3 separate regions of the Mus musculus genome follow, and all the other regions are linked to region 3. Evidence: chromatin contacts called from public HiChIP or PLAC-seq and capture Hi-C data. All regions are on one chromosome and are shown on one strand. Each heading gives the region's core, a stretch centred on a gene start, on an enhancer-like site or on the middle of the called end of the contact. The rest is flanking DNA. Distances are from core to core; before and after follow the strand shown.

What was found. HiChIP or PLAC-seq counts read pairs in DNA pulled down with a chosen protein or histone mark. Capture Hi-C pulls out chosen DNA fragments and counts their contacts.
Region 1: a contact with region 3 is called in a FOXA1 HiChIP or PLAC-seq map of pancreatic cancer cells. The contact joins two enhancer-like sites. A contact is called at or near these places in 1 of 15 datasets of contacts at CTCF or cohesin (large pre-B cells), 7 of 115 datasets of contacts at active chromatin or transcription factors (embryonic basal ganglia, embryonic forebrain, embryonic stem cells and 2 more) and 1 of 9 other capture datasets (embryonic stem cells).
Region 2: a contact with region 3 is called in a capture Hi-C map of embryonic stem cells, with 2.9 times the contacts expected there. The contact joins two enhancer-like sites. A contact is called at or near these places in 1 of 115 datasets of contacts at active chromatin or transcription factors (embryonic stem cells) and 1 of 9 other capture datasets (embryonic stem cells).

Annotation. Positions count from the first base shown.
Region 1 is chr11:88,821,220-88,824,968 of GRCm38.p6, reverse strand. No RefSeq gene overlaps it. Among named protein-coding and RNA genes, the nearest start is that of 4930556N13Rik, 29 kb to the left of the region's middle. Within about 2 kb of position 1,743, at least 31 of the 459 cell types and tissues checked have an H3K27ac peak or open chromatin away from gene starts, as enhancers often do. A contact at or near this core is called in pancreatic cancer cells, where this site is marked.
Region 2 is chr11:88,929,540-88,933,224 of GRCm38.p6, reverse strand. Scpep1 (serine carboxypeptidase 1) reads left to right here. Exons shown (of 13, transcript NM_029023.3): 11 at 2,880-3,017. It overlaps Scpep1os (serine carboxypeptidase 1, opposite strand), which reads right to left. Exons shown (of 5, transcript NR_045955.1): 4 at 838-937. Among named protein-coding and RNA genes, the nearest start is that of Scpep1, 24 kb to the left of the region's middle. Within about 2 kb of position 1,299, at least 12 of the 459 cell types and tissues checked have an H3K27ac peak or open chromatin away from gene starts, as enhancers often do. A contact at or near this core is called in embryonic stem cells, where this site is marked.
Region 3 is chr11:88,159,353-88,162,786 of GRCm38.p6, reverse strand. All of the region lies in intron 1 of Cuedc1 (CUE domain containing 1), which reads right to left. Among named protein-coding and RNA genes, the nearest start is that of Mrps23, 43 kb to the left of the region's middle. Within about 2 kb of position 1,331, at least 256 of the 459 cell types and tissues checked have an H3K27ac peak or open chromatin away from gene starts, as enhancers often do. A contact at or near this core is called in embryonic stem cells and pancreatic cancer cells, where this site is marked.

The DNA.
Region 1 (3,749 bases), core at 494-2,993, 660 kb before region 3:
GGATGGATCTTGGGTCCCAGAGTTCCCCTGTGCCCTGTTCAGTCTAGTTTAGTTTCCAATATCAGATCTCATGTAGCCTATGCTGCTGGCTTTGAGTTCCCCATGTCAGTGGTGATCTTGGACTTCTGATCTTTCCATCTTCACAAGTGCTCAGAGCACAGCCATTTACCACCATGCCCAGCTACACAGGGCCACGGGCCAAATTTAGGTCTTCTTCCATGGTAGGCAAGTTCTCTACTAACCAAACCACATTCCTGGCTCCTCCTTTGCCACAAAAGTGATCATTTATGTAGATGGGTATTTTATTTTGCCTGCGAGCATAATCTGTGTATCTCGTGCCTGCCTGGTGCTTGAAGAAGTCAGAAGAGGGAGTCAGGACCCCTGGAACTGGGTTCCAGATGCTTGGCAGCTGCCATGTACGTTCTGGGAACTCAAACCTGGACCCCTTGGGAGAACGGCCAGTGATGCTTTGAACCACTGTGGCACCTCTGCAGCCCCGCCCCTTTGATGTTTAACGGGAGGCTAATGAGCATGCATTGTCACGAGTCTGAGTATGGCTCAGATTGTTTCTGTTGGATAGTGCTAGGTAGGGAACAGGGTTCTGAGGTCACCGCCCTGCAGGCTGTCTCACAGTAGAGGCTCAAGCGTTTGCTACAATTTATTTATAATGCTTGCAAGTGGCTGGGCCCAGGCCCACTGAACCAGAGATTCTTAAGAATGGGACTTTGAAACCTACATTTTTTTTTCAATCCTGGGGTGGGGCAAATACAGGCCTTCACGCGTGTTCTATCGCTAGGCTACATCGCCAGCCCTTTTTACATTTTTATTTTGAGACAGTTTTCCAAGCTGGCCTTAAACTCAAGCCATAGTCCAGGTAGCTGAGGCAGGCCTTGAACTTGTGACCCTGTCTTTTCCTTTTTCTCTGAGTTTTAAAATAGAAGAATAACCGTAAACAGCTTTCTTCTTCCCTTCCTTCTCTTCCTTCTCCATCATCCCTCTTTTTTTTTTTTTTTTTTTTTTTTTTTTTTTGAGACAAGGTTTTTCTGTGTATCCTGGAACTTGCTCTGTAGACCAGGCTAGCCTCAAACTCACAGAGGTCCACCTGCCTCTGCTCCCCTGGTGCTGGAATTAAAGTTGTCCGTCAGCACCCCCTGGTTGACTTTGAGCTTTCAACCTTCCCATTTCGATCTCCCAACTGCCAGGCTGGGATTACAGGTGTGACCACTATATCCAGTTCAGGTCATGCTGGAGAGAGAACCTAGGGTTCCGAGTGTGCTCTGATAAGTTCTCCCCAACAGCCACGTCCTCAGGGTTGTCCAGTTACTTCTAAAGTGGTGTGCTTCCCCCTGGGTTGAGACAACATGGAATCCTTGGGTCCTGGTTTGGGGTTAGAGCTAATTATTGTGTGATCTGGGTGATGGCCTGCTGTCTGCCATGTGTGCAGTGTTGTGCCTTAGGTCAGATGTATCTGGGGGACAGTTATCAAAATCAGGGTGTGCAGTTTCGTTTCAAAACACCCAGTTTCCTGTTTCATTTCATCCATATTCGGCAGGGCATAGTTTGTAATGGTCTTATTCAGAGGGTGGAAAGAGAGCATTTAAACAGTAAAAGGCCCACCTTAAGAAGTAGAGTCGTAAAAGAGAATGGTTTTTGAAGTGTTTAAAGGAGTGGAATGAAGTCTTGTGCACTCCACAGGGCAGACTGCTGCTATTGTGGTCTATGTCCACTAGATGGCACCACAGCACAAGCTACTACGGGTATCCCCTCCCTTTGCCTCATCCCAGAAAACAGGTTCTCCAAGCACTTGTCTCAGTATTAAACTTAACAGGAATGCAAATCCCCAGCTCATACCCGAGACTTACTGACCGAGAACCGTGTAGCACTTTGTCCACGTAGTTTAGATGCAGACTTAAGTTTGAGAGCCACTGTCCTAGAATCAACCTTGGGGTAGCTTGGGAAGATACCTGTAGTACGCCAAAAGCGCTTGCTGGGGAGGGAATGAGGAGGTGCGTGGGGGGCGGGGCGGGGTGAGGAGGGGAGGGAGGGTGGAAGACAGTCAATGGTGCAGGTATATTTAGTGCCAAGGAGCTGCTCCAAAATCAGAGAGCTGATATGGACTAGGGGGCAAGACTGGATTTCTCCCAAGTCGGGGAAGTAGAGGAGAGAAAAGAGGGCTCTTCAAAGAGATCCCCTCCCTTAGGGCGCCAGATCATGGGCTAGGAGCTGAATCATAGGCTGAGTTCTCTGCCGGGAGCCCCAGGGCAGCTGTGTCCTCATTGTGGCTGTTCATCTCAGCCTGTTCTGAAATTTCACCAACCTACTACTGTGTTAATGGATTGAAATCTTGCAACCCTCCCAAGACGACCCAGGAAAATGGATGCTAAGAATCAAAAAGAAGCTTGAGACGGGGTGGGAAAATCACTAGTGAATTAAAACCTTATTTTTGTCTTTTCGATCCTATCTGTACCCTCAGGGAAGGCCAGTGCAGAATGAATTCATCTCTCTCTCTCTTTTTTTTTTTTTACACAAAAATTCCTTTTGCAGGTCGCAGCTGAGGCTTCACAGGGGCGACATACCATGCAAATATGTATTTTTTTTTCAGTTATGATGTATACAGTTTTTAGTTTGATTTATTTTTGGTGTCAGAAACAAAATGGAAGTTAGCTCTTTAAAAATGAGTGTGGCTGGCTGAATAAATAAATAATATGCTCTTGGCCAGTACCTGCCAGTACCTCCTTAATTGCCCATTGATTCTTTAATTCTCTGCCTTTCACCATCTACGAAATTAAGAGGCCACAGAGCATGGAGATGTCTTTTGCCAAACAACTAAAAGAATCAGAGGTTTTCGAAGGTCTGGTTCTTCCTGGGGGGCTTTTACCTAGCATTGAGGGGCACAAGTTACCCAAGGATGGAAGCCTGGTGTCCTGCTTGGACCCTTCCCAGGCTTCTGTACCGTCACTTGGCTTTCCAGCCACAAACATGTACTGTGTCCACTCTGGCGGGCCACCAGTGGCAGCAGGGACCCGGTTGTCCCTCCTCGTGGTCTCTGGAGGTTGGGTGGTCTGTCATGGTCTCTCTCCAGCAAACGCTGCCGTTCAGAGTGTTCACACTCCTCCGATAGCCCCAACCACGGGTCCTGGGAGCTGGCTGCCTCCTTTCTGCCAGGGGAGATGTTCCAGGAAGCTCTCCTTTATCCCATTTCTGGAACCACCAACCAATCTCCCCTCCCTCGGAAGTCTCCTGGCATCTATCTAGCCTCCTCTTCTCCCTTTCCTTCCCGTCAAGGCACAGAGGCCTGTGTTCTCATCGCAGGCTGTCTCCTAGGACCCTTCTCCAGGGTGCACTCTTCCTCAGGATGCTACCCTGCAACGCCTTCCTCCAGGGCATGGCTCTGAGCATTCACACCCCTCTGTAAGCTGCTACACCGGGTGGGGTAAGGACAGGTCGTGCCAGCTGCTTCTCTGTAGAAGTCTCTTAAATGGGTCTGCTTCCATGGTCTAGGGTGGGGCCCTCTCTGTTTCTCTGGGTTCATAGGACTCGTCATTTCTTCCACCCTGGAGACACAATGCCAGTTGCCTCTGCCTTTCTCCTATCCTGGAGTCTCCATGAATGCGTACTTGGTTACTGTTGGTGTCCCCATGAGAACGTCTACTCTGGGCTGGGAGCCCAGGCAAGGATACCCCGCCGGGAGCAGGGGGACCTTGCCTTTTGCCTCTGGACCCCTCAGCGGCCCCTCCTCTCTGTTCTCG
Region 2 (3,685 bases), core at 50-2,549, 770 kb before region 3:
GGATTGGTTGCATAAGGACTATTACACCCCTTACCTTTGTGACACATTGACAAAATAAGAGTAGGGCATGGTAGAGCTGGGCATGGTGGTGCTCACCTTTAATCCCAGCACTTGGGAGGCAGAGGCAGGTGGATTTCTGAGTTCAAGGCCAGCCTGGTCTACAAAGTGAGTTCCAGGACAGCCAGGGCTACACAGAAACCCTGTCTCGAAAAACTAAACAAGGGCTGGTGAGATGGCTCAGTGGGTAAGAGCACCCGACTGCTCTTCCGAAGGTCTAGAGTTCAAATCCCAGCAACCACATGGTGGCTCACAACCATCAGTAACAAGATCTGACGCCCTCTTCTGTGTCTGAAGACAGCTACAGTGTACTTACATATAATTAATAAATAAATAAATAAATAAATAAATAAATCCCCTTTATAAAAAAAAAAGAAAAGAAAAGAAAAACTAAACAAAAGAGTAGGGCATGGTAGTACATGGCTGGAAATCCCAGAACCAAGGAGGCTGATAGGAGCGTCACAAGTTTGAGGCCAGTCTGGGCAATTTAGCAAAAAGTGTCTCTTAAAAAAAAAAAAAAAATCTGGGCATGGTGGCGCACGCCTTTAATCCCCAGCACTTGGGAGGCAGAGGCAGGTGAATTTCTGAGTTCGAGGCCAGCCTGGTCTACAAAGTGAGTTGTCCAGGACAGCCAGGGCTACACAGAGAAACCCTGTCTCGAAAAACCAAAAATAAATAAATAAATAATAATAAAGGGCCGGGGAGAGGCCCAATGGGGCCCAGTGGTTGAGGGTGCTCGCCATCAGGCCTGATGAGCTAAGCTCAGTCTCCGGGACTCACGTGCTGGAAGGAGAGAACTGACTCTCTGAAGTTATCCATCCTCTGGCCTCTATGCATGCGCCACAGCGTGCACCACGGCGTGCATCTGTCCCCTGCCCACCTATCAGTAAATAAACAGAAGTTTTAAAATTATGATCTAAAAAAATGGTTACATGTAAGGTGCTAGATAGGGTTTGCCATGTGTGTTTTGCTCTGAAGGTCACCATGTGGAAATACTTGGGTCTTTGGAGGCCAAATCCAGCAGAAACCTTGGATAAGTTCCTACTTAGTCCCTTGGGGATCTTTGAACAAGCAGGGTAGCATTTGTTTGGTTTACATCCAAGATACCCCAGGACTACCGGGTCAAGGAGTCCCCTTTCTTCCGTGTAGCTGCTGAGGGCTTTGTTTTGACCTCTGTCTTGACTTCGTTAGGGGGTCGTGGGTTACTCTATCACAATCTGCATTGTAGTGGGCTGGCCTGATGCTGTTTATATGCTAATGCTAGTACTGATGCCAGAGAGAAGAGAGTTTGCAAGTAGACCTAGGTGACCTAATGCTATGTGACCTTGCCCCCACGGTATTTCTGATTGGTAAATAAAGATGTTGACAGCCAATAAATAGCTGGGCAGAAGAGATGTAGGTGGGATTTAGGGTTCCAGGGCCTGGGGATTTGAAGGAGACCACAAAAGGTAAAAGAAGTGGAGGAAAAGCCACCATGGGTTAAATGAGTCATGAAAATGTGGCCCTGAGGGAGAGCAGCCCCAATGAAACATAGTAACAAATAACTTGGGGTTATCGATAGGGAAGTAGATTCTAATAACATAGAGGGTAGATATTTGACCAGCTCTTGTGCTAATTGAGGCTTATTATAAATATAAAGGTTGTGTGTGTCTTGTTTTGTTTTGTTTTGTTTTGTTTTTCAAGACAGAGTTTCTCTGTGTAGCCCTGGCTGTCCTGGTACTCACTCTGTAGACCAGGCTGGCCTCAAACTCAGAAACCTGCCTGCCTTTGCCTCTCAAGTGCTAGGATCAAAGGTGTGCGCCATCACTGCCCAGCTATATGCGTCTTTTATCCAGGAACTAAATGGTCACAGACGGGATAGAAAGCCCCACATTAGGATTTAAAATGTCTACAATACTTTAAGCATATCCCTGACTAGCATACAAATCAATGAGACTCAAACTATGGTTATTTTTACTTGGCTTTGACAATTACTGGGGGGTAACCCGTAATCTACTCTTCCAACTGGTGGCTTGGCCACCTCCCCAATGGTGTATCCCAGATACTTGCTGGGTTGTTTTGTTTTGTTTTCTGGCCTTGGTACCACTTAGCACTCTGGTGCAAAGCAGTTTATTTCCGAGTGGAACAGCTGAAAGCTTTCTGGGCCTCTGCCTCTCTGTTTCCTTCTGCAGATTTTAGCTCCTCGTTGCACATGGCACGTACCATCAGCACGCGCTCCCAAGCAAAGGGACAGTGTGCACTATTTTTATTTCCTTCTTGCTGGCCAGTTGGTCCCTCTGTGGAGCACCTGTCACTCAGCATTGCTTCCTAGGTGTAGGGGTGAGTTTAGCTACACCTGTTTGGCTCCTGGCTGGTTGAATGTGCGTACCTGCCCAAGAGCTATTTGGATTCTCAAATAAAAGACTCATGCGTGATCACCAGCCAGTCAATATTAATGTGCCTTGACTTGCTCAAAGGCTGGGCAGTTCTACTCCTCTGACCAGCTAGCATAGATTTCCCTCCAGTATTCCTGGCTCCTAAACCTTCCCCTGCTACCCCAGGCCCAATTTAGGAAGTGGCCAGTAGCTGTTGGTTCTTTATTGATTGATAAAAAAACAATCGGGGACAAGAACCTTCAGGGTTTGGACATACAGATTCCAGAATTTGGAGGTTGAATCAGTTCAAAGCCATAGAACTCACACATACACACACACACATACACACACACACACACACACACCCCTGACACCTAGGGACTTTTAGGAACCATAGTTTAGAATGCTTGGGCAGAAAGAGATTTCTTAATTCCAACGTGTTACCTCTTTCTCCTTCACCTTCTGTAGCCCAGGCATCTTATGTCTTCCTAAGCATGGAAGGGGACTTCATGAAGCCTGCCATCGACGTTGTGGATAAGTTGCTGGCAGCTGGGGTCAATGTGACCGTGTACAACGGACAGCTGGATCTCATTGTGGACACCATAGGTAGGAACCAAACTCTGGGGGACACACGGTAGCAATCAGGGGACAAGCCAAAAGGAAATGGCCCAGGATGCATAGGCCTTGGGATTGGTGGAATTCGTGCCTGGAGGAATACCATTTCCTGTCACATGCATCCACTCCTGACTTGGACTCTTGAGCTGTGATGCATGAGAGAACTCTGGGTCTTTCCAATTCTCGGGTACCTGGATATGTTAAAGAAAAGAATAAATAGCTACCCACCTCCTGCCAAAGTCTTCCTGGCTCCTTGGGCAGATATACTACTTAATTGTGGAAACATTTATTTTTGTGGTATTATAGAAGATGTTAACACACTAACTTCTACAGCTCGGTTTCCAAGGCCCCAAGGAGAATTGGGCCTGAGGAGCTCTGTAGGCTCTCAGGCAGTATCCCATGCCTGTGATTATAGCTACTGAAGCTGAGACAGTATAATTACAATCACAGAGCAACAGAGTGAGTTCAAGGCCAGCCAGGGACACTTTAAAAAAAGGGAGGGCGGCTAAGACATTTAAAAGCTGTGTGTGTGTGTGTGTGTATCCAGTCTCACAGCTGTGTGTGTGTGTGTGTGTGTGTGTAGCCAGGGACACTTTAAAAAAAGGGAGGGTGGCTAAGACATTTAAAAGCTGAGTGTGTGTGTGTGTGTGTGTGTGTGT
Region 3 (3,434 bases), core at 82-2,581:
TATGAAGCTGTGGGCCAGCACTTACTCTCTCCCTCTCCCTCTCCCTCTCCCCCTCTCTCCCTCTCTCTCCCTCTCCCTCTCCCTCTCCCTCTCCCTCTCCCTCTCCCTCTCCCTCTCCCTCTCCCTCTCCCTCTCCCTCTCCCTCTCTCCCTCTCTCCCTCCCTCTCCCTCTCCCTCTCCCTCTCCCTCTCCCTCTCCCTCTCCCTCTCCCTCTCCCTCTCTCCCTCTCTCCCTCCCTCTCCCTCTCCCTCTCCCTCTCCCTCTCCCTCTCTCCCTCTCTCCCTCCCTCTCCCTCTCCCTCTCCCTCTCCCTCTCCCTCTCCCTCTCCCTCTCCCTCTCCCTCTCCCTCTCTCATCTCCACCTACCCCAGACTTCCTCTCTGTCAGTGGATGAGGAGCGTTTGGAACATCTGGTCCACCTGCAATAGTCTTAAGGGACTCATTTCTTGCCTAAGAACCATGCATAGCCCAGTGACACCAACAGACCAGGCCACTAGGTGGTGTCCCAGGGCCCAGGCCACAGCGGCTCCTGGGAAAGGGCTAACCGCAGCTGCCCTCCCAGAACCTTGTTGTGCCCCATCCCCCACCCTTGGGACTGACGGGAGGACAGAAGAGCCACTGGATAGCACAGGCATCTCAGAAAGGGGTGGGGGTGGGGGTTGGGGTTGCAGTCAAGACACCACTTTCTGTGCTCTCTCCTCAGGAGATGGAATTAATCCACCCAAGGCATTTTATCCTCCAGTGCCTACCCGGACTGGGAATCCTGGGCAGCCAGTGCTGCGGCAGAGCCTCGAGACAAGCTATCAGACCTGAAGGGTGACATCTGTACCCTACCCATCTGGGAAGAGAAGGGGGGCCCAGGCTGACTGCTTCAGCAAGACTCCATGATACCAGGGCCAGAGGGGTCAGAATGAGGTCATGTGGCTAAGTCCCAGGGAAACCTTAAGTGGGTGACGCGGTGTGAACAGAGAAGCTGCTGGGCTCGGCAGCCGCCTCCTCATACAATTGTCACCTCGGACACCGTGGGGGTGGGTGCAGGGCAGTCTGCCGAGTTCTAAGGCATCAGAACTGAAGAGGCTCGAAAAGGGAGGAGGGAGAGGTGGATGAGCAAGAGGTAGAAGCTACGGTCTGTGTGTGTGTGTGTGTGTGTGTGTGTGTGTGTGTGTGTGTGTGTGTGTGTGTGTGTGTGTGTGTGTGTGTGTGTGTGTGTGTGTGTGTGTGCGCGCGCGCGCGCGCGCGCGCGCCCGCGCCCGAGCCGGCATGTGTGTGGCCAAGCACCCTGGGGAGGAGGGGCAGCGCTGACAGAGCCGCCTTGTCCTCCGGCCCCTGCACAGGCTTGTTTTCTTCACAAGCTATTAATGTCGCTGTAGCTTCAAAAGCCGGGTGACCTTTAAATGCCGAGCCTCCTGCTCCCGCCCAGGGCTCGGAAACGGCTTAATGGATACTCAGCCCCAACGGTCACAGCTGCTCGGACGACAACAAAGCCTGCCTCATTCCCAGAGCCCCCAGAACTGCAGGGCAGCTACACCTGTGCCCATTCTCTAACCCTGGCGCAGCAACCAGAGCAAGAGGCCAGGTTGGACATGGCGGGAGGAGGGAAACCCGAGGGAAAAACACTGTTGCCACGCCCTGTTGTGTGACCTGGGTTGGTCCCTTACCTCTGTTAGTCATCTCTTTTTCACGAGGATTTTTTTTTTGAAAGTGCTGGAGGGGATAAGGAGAAAGGGGCGGGGGAGTGGGGAGTAAAGGGGGCGGGGTGTGTCCTGTAGAGATGGCTAGGCAGTTAAGTGAGTTTGCTGCTCTTGTAGAGGACCAGAGTTCAGTCCCCAGCATCCATTAGCTGGCTCACAACCACTTGAAACTCCAGTTCAAGGGATCCAAAATCTTCGTCTGGTCTCTGTGAGCACCTGCATAAACATGGTATACACAGAGGTGCACACACATACACATAAAGAAAAATAAATTTAAAGAAGAAAAAAAAAAAGACGCCCAAACTCTCTGCTAGGAGGAGACATGGTTTCCAGTCTGGAGAGCTAGCAGGGTGAGAGGTTAGGCCATACCCAGGACTAGCGCATGGCACAACGCCTCTGTAACCCCTCCTTCTATCTAAGTGGATCTGCGCTGCTTCGTGAGGAGAACCTTGCCTGACTCTTCCTTCTCCTGCATCAACACAAGTGACCGAGTCTGTAGCCACATGTGTCTGAGGGTGAGGCACCAGGGCAAAGGACTCCAAAGGAAGTTAAGATCCCTCCCCCACGGGCAGATCTGGCCCTAGATCCTCAGCCAGCCCTTGGGCACCATCCTTCATCCCTGCCCTGACACTTAGCAGCCATAAAAGGAGCCCTGAGGAGTCCAGTCCCTCTTCCAACTTTGATGAAGCTCTGCAGACATTCATAACACAACCAGCTCCTGTGTTAAGCTCATGGGTGGTGGCTCATACCTGTAAGCACAGGATGAATGCTAAATGGGCTGATACTGGGAGAACCCAGGATCAAAACAGAAAACTAAAGTATGTGTGTGGGGTGGGTGCGTGCCTTTATTCCTTGCACAAAGGTACAAAGGCAGGAGGATCTTTGTGAGTTCAAGGCCACCCTGGTCTATATAGTAAAATCCTGTCTCATAAATAAATAAATAAGGCCAGTGAGGTAGCTCAGTGGGTATAGGCACCTGCCACCACCTCTAACATCCTGAGTCCCACCTCCAGGATCCACATGGTAGAAGTGAACTCATTTCTGCAGGTTGTCCTCTGACCTTCATATGTGTGCTTGAGTGAGCTTAAGCACACATACATACAGTACAAATAAATTCAATGTAATAACAGATACTATTATTTTTAAGGCCAGGTGTCATAGTTCACACCCTGCAATCCCAGCACCTGAGGTTGAATCAGGCAGACCTCTGTGAGTTCAAGGCCAGCCTGACCTACATAGTGAGTTGCAGGCCAGCCAGGGCTACATAGTGAGACCCCTGTCTCCAACAAATGATAACGGCATCGTAGCCACGATGACTGATGCCCACCGCCTGAGCCTCTCTCCTCACCAGGCACCGTGGCAAAGGGCCTCACGTGTATCAATGTTCTTTATGCTTTCTGCAGTCCTATGCAGTAAATGCTCCCCCACCCTCTCCAACGGTATAGACGGAAAAGTGAGCTACAGAGAGTGAAACACTTGCTCAAGGTCACATGGCTAAGTGGCCAAGCTGAAATCTGAACCCAAGCTGTCTGATTCCAGATTCAACACAGCATCCGTCAGGCTGGAGAGCCACTCTGTTCCCTGGCACAGACCACAGAACGGACAGAGAAGGAGCACACGGCAAAGATCGCCAGACTGGGGGCAGCACTGAATCCCAGGGCACAAACTAACCCTAAGGGAGCTGAGGAGGGCCGGAGAGGGGTCTTCCAGTTATGAAATAGTGTTCAAGTCCAGGGAGCAAGGT